Linked DNA regions of Rattus norvegicus: region 2 is linked to region 1. Evidence: chromatin contacts called from public Hi-C data. All regions are on one chromosome and are shown on one strand. Each heading gives the region's core, a stretch centred on a gene start, on an enhancer-like site or on the middle of the called end of the contact. The rest is flanking DNA. Distances are from core to core; before and after follow the strand shown.

Region 1 (3,056 bases), core at 267-2,766:
ATTAGCAGCATTTTCATCACAAGAAAAAAACCCTAGCATTAAATACTGTTCCATTCCAAACTCTAGAGTATGGCTACAAAGCAGTGATCTTGTGAGGCAACACTTTAGGGGAAGGTGAAATAAACACCTATTATGACTGGTATAGTCTATAAAGGGCACTTGACAATTTAATAATTCTGGTTTTATTCCCCCATGATAAGAATGTCTTCAACACATATAACATGTTGATTATTTATTTTGATAAAGTAAAAAAATAAGTTTCCTTCAAGCAGATCCCCCCCCCTGAGCAAATATATGTTCCTGGGTGGCTGTGAAATTGTCTTTAAATTGTCTTTATCTATAGTCTTTTTCTTTTTAATTATGTGCACTCCTGGAATTTTTAAAAATTAGATTGAAGTATCAGTTCTTAGTTTTTTTTCCTTTTCTTTTTCTGGAAACAAATAGTCATGCCATTAATCTCTGCATGGGATTTGTCTTTCTATAGTCAGAAATCTACCTGGCACAGAGCAACACTGGTTATAAAGGAGTTTATGGCATGCTCTCTTTCTTGAGAGACAGAACAACAAAGGGGCAATATGGGCTCAGCCAGTCCCCTCTGTTCACAGGTGCCATTTCTGAAACACACGAGAACGCATGATCTGAAACACAATGCTCTTGTTCAGGTTGCCCCCTTTTCTGCCCTCTTTCTCAAAGGATGACTTCACACGAAGGCTCCACGAGAGTCCTGAGTTGGCTGGGAGAATAATTATCAACTGGGGCTCTTGGGGGTCATGGGGCCATTCTGAATGAAGGCAGGACGATGGAGCATTGTTGGTCAGGCAGTGTGGTCAGGGGAGCATCCAAGGCTGTCCAGGAAACTGAGATATTCTGCCTCTGATAAGGATTCCATTGTCCTGCCGGCTTTCATAGCAGTTGGGCAACGAGAGAGAGAGAGAGAGAGAGAGAGAGAGAGAGAGAGAGAGAGAGGAGATCAGAACGGAGAAAAGGAAACAAAAGGTTATTAAAATGCAGTTTATAGACATGAAGAGGAATTAGAGATGACATTTTAACGGTGGACTCTCTGAGAGCTGAGAGGGGGAGGGAGGCATGATTAGATTTGCACAGCTTGATGAAAAACCCACGACTGAGATGCCACTTCCAATTTTTCCCCCATTTAATGCTGTTTATTGTTTTAGTTGATAATTTTCCTAATGCTTTAACATTGTCCTTTTGTATTTTGCTCATGCAAATGGAGCATTTCAGTCTAATTGAACAAATCCATACTAATCAGCTAATAATTGTGGTACTGGAAAGCTTTGCTTCAATAGCCCCCCACGCCCTGCTCTATGGCAGTCCACCTCTAGATGGCACTAGAGAACTAGTAACCTGGCAGCCTCTTTGTGGCCAAACAACCACCTTCCAGAGAGCAAGCATGCTCCGATTTTCTTTTTCTTGCTAAAAAGGAAAGAAAAGAAATAATACATTTTTGAAGATTAAAGCCTCATGTTGCTTTCTCCGAACACTAGTATAGCCTAGTTTCCAATCAGAGCACCAAATCTCAGAGTGGTTTCTCGTTTAAATGCCTAGTGCCCCGGCATGCTTTTGAAATGCCTTTTGTGCATTAGAAGTAGAATCTGTCAGGAGTGTCAAATCCTTGAGACACTTGAAAGAACTCCAGAATCTCTCTTCCAAAGCAAGGTGCATCCTGGGTGGGCAGAGGGCTCAGGCCAGCAGTGGGACATGAGGATTGAGGCTTTTATTCTCAGGTAGCCAAAAGCTAACATCTTATTCCAGAATGGACAGTAGTGGGAACTTACCACATGTTGTATTTGCTGTGTCTTTTGTTAGTGCTAAGCACTTAACTGTACATACAAGCTTTTAACGTATACAGAAAGCTTTCTTCTTCCCATTTAATTTTATTTTCCCAAATAAACTATACTATCTCATCTCTTTAGTTCAGGAATATGAATATATATATATGAATATAAATGAATATATGTATATTCTCTTAAATCTAAATGCTTATGATTTTGCCCCTTTCAAACCTCATTCCTTTCCGCTTTTATTTCATAATTATAAAGCCTAGTTTAAGCCTACTGGATATTATTGGGGAGGGTGTCCCACCTGTGTATTCATGGTGACTCACAGTGGCTTCAGTTTAACTACATTTACTACTGTAAACAGAAGAAGGGGTGTTTATATATCTCTTGACACTGAGGGCATGGTTAAAAGCATATTCAAAAAGCTGTTTGACAGACAAATCTACCCTAACAAATTGGCATCCAGGATACTCGTAAGGGATTTGTGTTTCTTTATTTTTTTATTTTATTTTCAATGTGCAGATTGTGTTATTAGCTAGCTGCTCTGCAGACAAGGCCTCACCGCCATGTGTACGTACGTAGTTAATGAAGAGCTGGGACTGGAGTCTTAATTCTTGAGCACAATGTTGATCCACTGAGTTGCCCCATTTCTCTCTGCTCAGCTGGACCACGGGTTTACCATCAAGAGATCAGGGTCTTTGGACTACTACCAACAACCAGGAATGTATTGGATAAGGTATGAGATGGTGCAGCGCAACAGTCAGTGTTTCCATGGCAACGTGCTGGCAGTCTCCATCTACCAGTTCCTTCAGTGGATAAACATGTTTTTGATTTGTTACCCAGTCCATATGCTGCTTTATCGGTTTCATTTTAATCTTGATTGAGATGCCACACCCCTCTCATTCCTTTTTTTCACCCATTCTTCACACTGACATTTGCCAGCTTTCTTTCCATCGCACATGCTCAGTACCGACTCCCCCTTCCGGTTAAAAGGACAGTATATTCCGGGCTGCCGCCAAAGCCTTTGCCTGTTGTGGTTGCTGCTCGCAGCGATGATGTTTCCAGTGCTCTTCTGCCCGGTAATAAACGGAACTACAGCGGCACTTTAGTGTGTCTGCTATAGAAGTATATACTGTCATTTTAAAGTCACCCAGCCCAGTCTTAACCTTCTCGGATGATGAGACAATGCATTTACACCTTAGCAGTAGAGATGCCTCCCAGGACAGCGGGCTACAGAATGCATTGTGTGTGTTGGCA
Region 2 (2,924 bases), core at 323-2,822, 460 kb after region 1:
AATCTGACTGTACACAGTACTCTATTTTTTTCATTGTACTAGGATATTTATTGCTATGATAAAACAAATTCATCAATATATTGGGTAAATATTTTTCTGAATGAATTTTTAAAATACACAAAAATATACCTGATTAAAAGATGATATGAAAACTCAAAATATAACCAAGTGAAAACTTTTGTAAGTAAAAATAAAATTTAAAAATAAAAGCCTAAAAATTACTGCAAAAGTAATACTAACCTTAGAACCCTGGACATGCATTAGACAAAACAGACAACAGACCAAAAAAGTACAAGAAAAAGGAAATTATTAAAATTAAATGAAAATACATGTAAAATTGAAACACAAAATAATATTTGAAATTATATTTATTTTATTAAAAACAAAATTCTCAGAATATTCATTTTATAAAGTACATAATTATGATTAAGATTAAATATGAAACATTTAAGTTTATTTTGTTTGAGTAACTACCCCCAAATATATATATGTAAGTACTACAAATATAGAAGAAAGAACGCAAACTCTATTTTATGAAACAAGTGTCTTTCCTAGTGGATGATTAGTGAGACATTTTAAAAAGTGAACACAGACTGCCCCTGTTCAATCACTAACTTAGTACTGACTTAGGCAGAATCAACTGAGGGAAGTTATTACTTACATACTATCTAGACCTTTTCTATCAGGAAATAATATTATAATTTGTTTCCTCACATATTCAGAACCCTTGATATACAAGTGTAAAATATTTGTTATCACAACTTAAAATTCACTTTCTGTATCAGAAAATAACTCACTGATACAACTATATGTGACCTACAATATAAGGACAAGTAACTGCATACCAGCTAAGAGTTCAGAGCGTTAAGAATCATGTACTTATAATAAAAACATAGATATCTTTCACAATAATTACAAAATTCCAATATCTGAGTTTTTACAATAAATAAATATGAATATAAATTTCAAAATATGCTATTTGTATGGCTATTCACTGGGATAATATATAAAAATATCCTGAGACTACCATTAAGATCACTGTTGTGAGGGAAACAACGTAAATCACAGGTCTCCTGTGTTCCAACCCTACATCCTGTTAACAAACAACACTGCCATCATGCTCAGCACAAAAGAAAAAGTTCCTTTCCTGCTTTCTGATGACGCAACTATTTGAAGAACCAGAAATGCCAGTCTCTGTTTTTTTCCCCTGGGACAGAAAAAATTAAACCACATTTGACACAGTGTTCTAGATGGTTGACAAAAATGGTCAACTTTAAATCTTGAGTGTATGATTTAAGGAATGTATGATTCAGTATTCTCTGTTCTTCTCAGTGTTCCCTTCCAATTCTCTGCCTTTGCTCAAACAGGAGCGGGGCAGTAAACAGATGAAATAATTCAACTAAGAAGTTCTGGAAAACTTACCTCAAAAATTCAACAAAATAATACCCCTTTCATAAAGCAGACACTGATCAAACTGCCTAGGAAGTGACCCTCACTCACTCACTCACTCACTCACTCACTCATAGTCCTTGAGTATCTCCATGTAGCCATGTATTCAGATGGATAGAGTATCACCATGTAGCCCTGGTAGTCTGAATTCACCCTGTAGATCAGGGTGGCCTCAAACTCACAAAGAATTCTAATGACATCTACATTTACCTCCCCAGTGCTGGGACTGAAGCAGGCATCACTACGCCAGGCCAGGTGTTTTAATTTTATCCTGAATAGTAAAGTTAAAACTATTCATTTATTTTTACTTAAAACAGTTTTGTGATTCATTTAACATGACATACAATTTCAAATAAATAATACAGGTATCCAAAAGTGAGCACAATACAATACAGCTCTTTTAGATGCTCACTGTAATCTATGCAATATACATCTCCAGTCTTCCGAAAGCCCACCTTACACCACTTCCTTACAGGTAAGAGTAACCCAAGGAACTCAAAACTTCCTTCCAGACCAAAGTTGCTACAAGAGCACATTCAGAAATGTTATTCCTGTAACACACAAACTTCTGTGTTCATTTATGGTTTCAGGGAGAAAAAAGACCACTTCAAATAGTCAATTCCCTAGAAATAGCAAACACATATCTTGCTATCAAAATGGATTATCTATAATAACTAAATTGCCTAGAATAGTCTATAGAGTGTTATAAACAAAAGATTTTTTAAGGACAGAGTTACCGAAGTTCAATGAGAACAAACGGTTTGCCTATCTAGTACACGGGGCATCTATTACCACACTTGAGCTTTCTCATGCCCTTTCTGATGGGTCAGCATCATGACTGTCTCTTAGCCAACGGAACAAATACAGAGGCCACGCCCAGCAAAGGAAGAGCCCAGACTAAAACACAGATCCATCTCACACTGAGGTTCCTACCATCTCCACTGAATCCAAACTTCACAATGCATTGGACCTGAGTCTCACTAAGAAATCAGTTTGAGCAGCAGCTAATCACCAGAGCTAGTCAGCAGCACTTGCCTTGAGAAATGACAAAGCCTTACGTCTGGGTTAAGCTGTAGGTTCTTATTTTTAAAATAGGAGACAAAAAAAAAAAAAACAAACCCACAACAAACAAACAAAAAACCTCACATTTTACTTATCTTTTTAAAGTTTAATATAGTTGTACATTAAAATGTTTAATGACAAAAATAGTAAAAAAAAAAGATATGTATCTAAGTGATAACTGTGTGAAAAATTGTGATATATAGTAGTCAATTTCAAGTTATATCATGAAAAAGAGTGAATTTACCTATGACTGTTCTATAGTAATAAGACTTTTTTGTGTCATTCTTACTTTATACACAACAAACCTAACGTCACATCTGGTACCATACAGCTCTTACCACCTTTACCACGCCCATTCTCACAGCAGTGCAACCAAGCAGCGGAGACAAACCGCAGACAGCTACACAGCCTAA

Evidence for each region. Hi-C and Micro-C count contacts between places; a contact is called where the count stands out from the background.
Region 2: a Hi-C map of the A7r5 cell line shows a contact between it and region 1, with 7 times the contacts expected there. The contact joins two enhancer-like sites. A contact is called at or near these places in 3 of 12 Hi-C or Micro-C datasets (the A7r5 cell line, the Rat2 cell line and Schwann cells).

What each region holds. Positions count from the first base shown.
Region 1 is chr2:141,841,520-141,844,575 of GRCr8, forward strand. The region is part of intron 12 of Dclk1 (doublecortin-like kinase 1); the gene reads left to right. Among named protein-coding and RNA genes, the nearest start is that of Dclk1, 60 kb to the left of the region's middle. Within about 2 kb of position 1,517, at least 20 of the 93 cell types and tissues checked have an H3K27ac peak or open chromatin away from gene starts, as enhancers often do.
Region 2 is chr2:142,301,144-142,304,067 of GRCr8, forward strand. Nbea (neurobeachin) reads right to left here. Exons shown (of 58, transcript NM_001427608.1): 25 at 241-249. Among named protein-coding and RNA genes, the nearest start is that of Nbea, 190 kb to the right of the region's middle. Within about 2 kb of position 1,573, at least 1 of the 93 cell types and tissues checked has an H3K27ac peak or open chromatin away from gene starts, as enhancers often do.